Regions from separate parts of the Pan troglodytes genome. Here region 2 is linked to region 1. The links are chromatin contacts, called in public Hi-C maps. All regions are on one chromosome and are shown on one strand. Each heading gives the region's core, a stretch centred on a gene start, on an enhancer-like site or on the middle of the called end of the contact. The rest is flanking DNA. Distances are from core to core; before and after follow the strand shown.

Evidence for each region. A called contact is a pair of places that touch in the nucleus more often than the background predicts.
Region 2: a Hi-C map of stem cell-derived neural progenitor cells shows a contact between it and region 1, with 10 times the contacts expected there. The contact joins the promoter of CLUL1 here to the promoter of LOC742418 in region 1. A contact is called at or near these places in 2 of 7 Hi-C or Micro-C datasets (blood and stem cell-derived neural progenitor cells) and 1 of 1 other capture datasets (stem cell-derived neural stem cells).

The regions. Positions count from the first base shown.
Region 1 is chr17:30,085,950-30,089,543 of NHGRI_mPanTro3-v2.0_pri, forward strand. LOC742418 (bolA-like protein 2) reads right to left here and starts at 2,286. Exons shown (of 1, transcript XM_054671912.2): 1 at 1,810-2,286. The coding sequence starts at 2,286. The coding sequence ends at 1,870.
Region 2 is chr17:30,302,386-30,305,968 of NHGRI_mPanTro3-v2.0_pri, forward strand. It overlaps CLUL1 (clusterin like 1), which reads right to left and starts at 1,302. Exons shown (of 7, transcript XM_016933414.2): 1 at 1,184-1,302; 2 at 1-79. The coding sequence starts at 1,289.

The sequences.
Region 1 (3,594 bases), core at 1,036-3,535:
CACCAGCCATCACTACAGCTTTGACTGGACCAGAGACTGAGTTCTGTTACTTTCTCCTGATAAGAGGCCGCCAACTGTGGACTGGTTCTGGCCAGTTTACAGAAGCTGTGCACTTGAGAGGCTTCATGTCCCTGCTTCACCTTTTGATGTATAGGCCCTAATTGTAATACATTTAAATGTTAAGTCTCCGCTCCAAAGTGAACATGGGTCACATGTAACACGCACGTTTGCTACATGCTTCAGGACCCCTTTCATGAACATTCATAGCTCCTCCTGTAACCTGTTGAATATGTATGTTTGGCCAACCCCCTCAGCATAATTCCTGTCTCCCTTGAAAAACCTGCCTTTCAGCCTCTCCCAGAGGCTATACTTCCCAACCTGTCAGAACGGCCACCTTGCAGGCTGTAATCCTTTATTAAAAAAAAAAAACAACCAAGTCTCCTTCTAAATTTTTTTTTCTTTCTTTTTTTTTTTTTTTTTTTTTTTGAGATAGGATCTTGCTCTATGACCCAGGCTGGAGTGCAGTGCAATCATACTTTACTGCAGCCTTGAAATCTTGGGCTCAAGCAATCAGTCCTCCCACCTCAGCCTCCGGAGTAGCTGGGACTACAGGCACACGCCACCCAGCTATTTTTATTTTATTTTTTGTAGAAATGGGGGTTCTTTCTATTTTGCTTAGGCTGACCTCAAAATCCTGGGCTCAAGACATCCTCCCACCTCAGCCTCCCAAAGTGCTGGGATTAAAGGTGTGAGCCACCACGCCTAGCCCTCCTTTCTAAATTTACAAATCCTGTGCTTTTTCAGTTGATCCCAGGGACCTGCAGGTTTCTTTGCTGTCACTATTTCCTCCACCTGAAATGACCTTTTCGGCCTTCTTTCCTAGCTAATTCCTGCTGATCCCTTTGGCTCAGCTCAGGGCTGGGACTGGACTAAGTGGACACTCCGCATTCTCTCTCTCTCGGGAATCTCATTTGTTCCACAGCTTCAGCTCTTACCTACATGTTATTGATTCCCAAATCTATCTCCAGCCCTGGCAGTGCTCCTGAGTTCTGCCTCCCATTGACACTTCCACTGGCTTTCCCTCAGACACCTCAAACCCAACATGCCCAACACTCAAGTAATCATTTCCCCCTTTGCTATCCTGCTTTTTCTCCTGTGTTTTCTATTTCAAAGACTAGCATCATCACGTATTGTCTGTCTAGTACTTAGAACAGTGCCTAATAGCTATAGTTTTCTCTTTTCCAGAATGTCATATAAATACAGTCATACAAAATACAGCCTTCTGGCCAGGCGCAGTGGCTCATGCCTGTAATCCCAGCACTTTGGGAGGCTGAGGCAGGTGGATCACCTGAGATCAGAAGTTCAAGACCAGCCTGGCCAACATGGTGAAACCCCGTCTCTACCAAAAAATACCAAAAATTAGCTGGGTGTGGTAGCAGGTGCCTGTAATACCAGCTACTCGGGAGGCTGAGGCAAGAGAATCACTTGAACCTGGGAGGCAGAGGTTGCAGTGAGCCAAGATCACACCATTGCACTCCAGCCTGGGCAACAGAGCAAGGCTCCGTCTCAAAAAAAAGAAAGAAAGAAAAATTCCAGAAATAAACAATTAATAAGTTTCCCGCGCTGTTCTGATAACCAGGATGAAATCTCTCGCTGTCCTGTTTCATCCTGCTTGGGGCTGGTTATGAATCATCCCTTTGTCCAGTGTCTCCATGCCATCTACACTACCTGCCCATCACTCACTTAGTAGCTGGCCCAGTTATCAGATCAACTGTCACGGTATTGAAGAGTGTGTGCTCACGTAAGGTTTTTTGTTTTTTGTTTTTTGGTCCAGATTTATAATGTAATGGCTGTGCAGGTTCCAGTCCCTCATTTCTGCTGCTCACGGGCCCACTGCTCTGGGGTCAGGGTTTTCTGTTCAAAGGCATGGATGTGTGGGAGCTCTTCTGCTAGGCACGCATTCACCAGCTGGTGTCTCTGAAGCAGCGGCTTCCCCTCGAACTTGGCTGACACCACCAGGACTCGGAAGCTACAGGCGCAACGGTTGAAGGTCGTGTCCTCCACCTCCACATGCTCCGCCTCCAGGTCCCGCTGCAGCTTCTCCTGGAGGTAATTGGCGCTGAGTTCCCTGGCGGTAGTCCAGCTGGGGCGGCAGCCCAGCGGAGACAGAACCCCAGCTCGGACCCCTGCCACGCTGCTTTGCGCCCTTACAGGAGCCACTTCCCTGACGTAAGCTTTCTTTGACTTACTGATGGCATCAAAGCACAAGGGTAGGGATGCTGGCATATTGTTAAAATTGTTCGATTTATCATTAGTTATTGTTGTTGATCTCTTCTGTGCCTCATTTATAAATTAACTTTTATCATAGGGATATGTGTGTGTCTATATCTACAAAAAACCGCAGAATCTATAGAGTTTGGTACTGTAGCGATTTCAGGCATCCACTGGGGATCTCAGAATGTATTCTTCACAGACAAGGAGGGACTACTGTATTATTATATGGAGGTTAACCACACTATTAGCAATAGAATTATAATAAAAACTTTCAAAAACTTGGCGAAGCTGGTAATAGTGTGCCTAACATCCTACAGCACCTCCCTATTGTCGACAGAAAGAGTCGAACTTTCTAAAATATGTGAAGAGGTTTATTCTGAGCCAAATATGAGTGACCATGGCCCATGAGACAGCCCTCAGGAGGTCCTGAGAACATGTGCCCAAGGTGGTCGGGGTGCAGCTTGGTTTTATACATTTTAGAGGGGCATGAGACATCAATCAAATACATTTAATAAATACATGGGATTGGTCCAGAAAGGTGGGACAGCTCAAAGCTGGGGCTTCCAGGCTATAGGTGAATTTAAACATTTTCTGCTTGACAATGAGTTTACCTTGTCTGAAGACCTGGGATTGGGCTGGGCGCAGTGGCTTAAGCCTGTAATCCCAGCACTTTGAGAGGCTGAGGCAGGCAGATCACGAGGTCAGGAGTTCGAGACCAGCCTGACCAACACAGTGAAACCCCATCTCTACTAAAAATACAAAAATTAACTGGGCGTGGTGGCGGGCACCTGTAATCCCACCTACTTGGGAGGCTGAGGCAGGAGAATCACTTGAACCCGGGAGATGGAGGTTGCAGTGAGCCGAGATCATGCTACGGCACTCCAGCCTGGGCAACAGAGCGAGACTGTGTCTCAAACAAACAAACAAACAAACAAAACCTCCAAAGTGGCCGTCACTAAATGCTAATAAACACTAGAGGGCACAATTGAGTTGTGGAAAATTTCGGCCAATATTGCAAATGAAACAAGGTATGGACTCTAGCAAAAATTAATACACCAGAAAAATGGGTAGTGAAAATCATAAGCTTTGAAAACAATTGCTTTCTTTGTAAATCTGTTGATTAACCTTAGCCCTTTGAGATAATTGAATTAAAGTAGACTTAACACTTTAATACAAAGCCAATACTGTATTCCAAAAATAAAGCGTATATACATTGACAAATAGGACTACTTACATCAAAAAACTAGTGGGGGTGTTCTCAGTGTTAAGAGTCAGTTTCTATCTGAATTTTTCTTTCTTTAGATATTCCTGTCTTCTGGC
Region 2 (3,583 bases), core at 52-2,551, 220 kb after region 1:
ATGATTTTCATTTGCTTAATACCAGTCAAAGCCTTCTTCACCTCTTCATCTGCATCTATCTCCCCCACCTCAGAAAAACCTGAAAGACACGTGGCAATTTTTTCTTTGAGATCTGATCAGATTACAAAACACCAAGTTCACCAACCTTTCATGTCTCCAAAAGAGAGGCTTAATTGTTCTTTTATAGGCTCATATTCTGAAAGCAGATCATAATGAATTAGCTGTCAGCTGCCACATGGACCCAGCTGCCACACGGACCATACCTTCTACTTCTCACTTGTGAGTGCCTAAACAAATAGAGTTCACTGAACCTCATTCTTGTCATCTTGCTCAGGCCCTGTTTTCATTTATCCATTTTTTTCTTTCATTTAAGACTCAAGTGTGTTTATATTAGAGAAAATTTTGCATTTTCTTCATAATTTATATTAAGTGCCCAGCTGGGGACCTCAAACACAGTCAGCAATTTCTCTTTCTTTCAGCTTCAGTTACCTAATAAGGAGGCACGAGACCTAGAAAGTATCCCATGTAATACGAGCTTCCTTAATAACTCAATGGACGTGTCTTATACAGCTTTAATAAGCCCTTAGTAAGTTTAAAATTCATTGTCATTCCCTGTTCAAAATAGCCAACATGGCCTACTAAGGAGCTTATTCTTGACTCTGATTTTAATTACAGACCCTAAATCAGCTACATTTTAGCTAATTTGTTCTTCTAAATATTAAGTACCCAAAGTATATATCACCAAGCAAAGGTTGCAAGTTAATGGCCACAGAACAACCAGATTCAATGTAATTATAACCCATTCTTTCACTAGTTTAAGAATAATTGCACAGATTAATGGTTTAAATTTTTCAAATGCTAGAAAAGTATTTCACTGTTCATTAGAGCTGTGCTGAGATGACACCAACCATCTGGATGATACAAAAAAATGCAGTGAAAAAATTGGCAAGTTGTATCTACATGATACAAACATCTGGAAATGTGAACGCCTGCAGAGACGTGATTGGAATTTTCTATTTTTACCCAGATGTTTGGCGTCATGATGACTTGGTTTAAGCGCCTTGAGAACGTTTCACCGTGAAAACAGCGAATATGGTTATCTCTCAACTGCGACTCACTATAAACCCCAGCAGGACAACCAACATGCAAACAGGACACAGCACAGATAAGAAACCAAACATACTCTTCAGGTTTTCACTGATAGCAGTTTTGTCCTTCCAATTGGGTGCGCAGTGACTGTCTTTCAACCATAGCAGATACACAATAAACACCAAGAGTGGCGGCTTCATGTTCCCGCTGTTACTGCAAAGGAAAAATAAACCCGCATCAAATGTCTTCCATTTGGTTAGTTTCTGTTGGCATCAATTGAAAACACCTGGGACTCCAAAGCATTTTTCTGTCAATTTTTCCTTATGACTTTAGACAACTTATGCTAATGTGCCTGAGACATAAGGAAGCTTGAAATGTAAGTTAAAAAAACAAACAAATTCTAGTCCCTATTTGGTTTAAATTCTTCACGACAGTTAAAAAAGCCCGCCATGTGAAGTACTTGGAACTCAATGCAATGGAGAAGATAGATCACATCCTCTCAGAGTCCAAGCTTCATTTTGTAAACATCTCGAAACACAGAATTGATTCGAATCTGTTAGAGGGATTTTTTTTCCCTCCAAAATTCTTTTTTTTTTTTTTTTTTGAGACGGAGTTTTGCTCTTGTTGCCCAGGCTGGAATGCAATGGCGTGATCTCAGCTCACCGCAACCTCCACCTCCCAGGTTCAAGTGATTCTCCTGCCTCAGCCTTCCCAAGTAGCTGGGATTATAGGCATGCGCCGCCAAGCCCGGTTAATTTTGTATTTTTAGTAGAGATGGAGTTTCTCCATGTGGGTCAGGCTGGTCTCGAACTACTGACCTCAGGTGATCTGCCCCCCTCGGCCTCCCAAAGTGCTGGGATTACAGGCGTGAGCCACCACACCTGGCATTTCCCTCCAAAATTCTATGTTCTCAAGTGAGTTTTTACCTACGTGGTTCGCTATTTTTTTTAAAGAAAGCAAAACCAACCACACACGTTTTTCTCATACCCCTTATAAAACCCATTATGCTATGTGAATAGTGCACAGTTAAAATTTTTTCTTCTCAGTTAATGAATTTCCCTTTGAGTTTAATTCGATACACATTAGTTACAAATATTCTAAATACAGAGGTTAAAACTTTACTAAGAAAAGTTAAATAAGTTAGAATAGTCGTATGCTTTAATAAAGTTAAAACTATAAAATAAGTTAGATTATTTTAACTCCCACAAAGGGGATATTTATCTGCTTTACGTATATTTACTATTTTAAAAAGAAAACAACCACAGAAACCTCCATTATTTGATCAACATTTGGAATGTCTTTTTAATACAGTCTTAAACTAGCAACTGTACTAGTCATTATGCAGTTATCACATTTTACATACATCATTTCAACTAACTCTTCTTCTATCATTACTCTATTTACAAAACAAAACTTTTTAATATAGTGTATTTACCACTAACTTTGCAATATCTCCCCAGTGAAGTTGCCACCAGCTTCTGGAAGGACCTTCGTTTTTCTCTGCTTTAATTTTCATCCGTGTCAGGGATTTAGCTGTGTCCTATCAATTTGATGACACAGTGTTTAATCCTATTAACCCAACATTTTGAGATTTACAACTATGATCTAAAATTTGGTACTGTTTAGAAGAAAACACTAGAGGGCGGGCTGTGTACACAATTGGCAACAGCGACCTTGGGCTACCTTCCTATATACAAATGTGTTTTGATAGGACTCATTAAAACCTTAAAAATATTTTTTAATTTTCAATTTAAAATATGTAGTTTCCTATGTAAGCAAAATTAGTCTCTTAGATTGAAAATACTATAAGCCACAATGTGAAAGTGAGTAAACTCTTAGATGAAACAGTTTGAAAAGTGTATTTACACAGTCATGTGGCATTTTTGTTGTTTGTTTGTTTTCTCGTTTGGCATTTTTTGACTATTAGTATATGAAGCGATATAACCAACTAAAGTGATAAAGTCTAGCATATACATAATGCAATAGACAAGTATTTTAGACCCACTGTAATTTGCTACTTGATTAGCTGAACTGAAAATGTAGCCCTTAATGATTCATTTAAAAACAACTTAGACAGCTGTTAGTCATGATAGCCAACTCTGGAATCTACACGATGGGTCTCTCCGGCAACTGAAATCTCAAGATCACCTGGGCCCTGTTTGCAAGTTTTGAGAGACTAGCCAATCCATCCTTACTATGTACTCAGCACTTGTCCAAGCAGGTCAGACCTTGACAATTCTGAACTGGGCCACCTGCCTTTTAGGCGCCCTACGACATTTGTCCTGGTCTCTGAGCAACATGCAGTCTGGAGTTTATCTTTGCTCTGCCTGGGCACAGAGAGTGACACACATTCAAGGCCCAGCCACACCCCATGTCAGCTGCCTTGATTACCCACTAATTCCCTCTTTTAGCTGGAAACCTCTTAGCTCTCTTGGAAAACAGATCAGCTCATAGCAAAACTCGAACTATTATTATTTTAAACAGCCTAATGTCA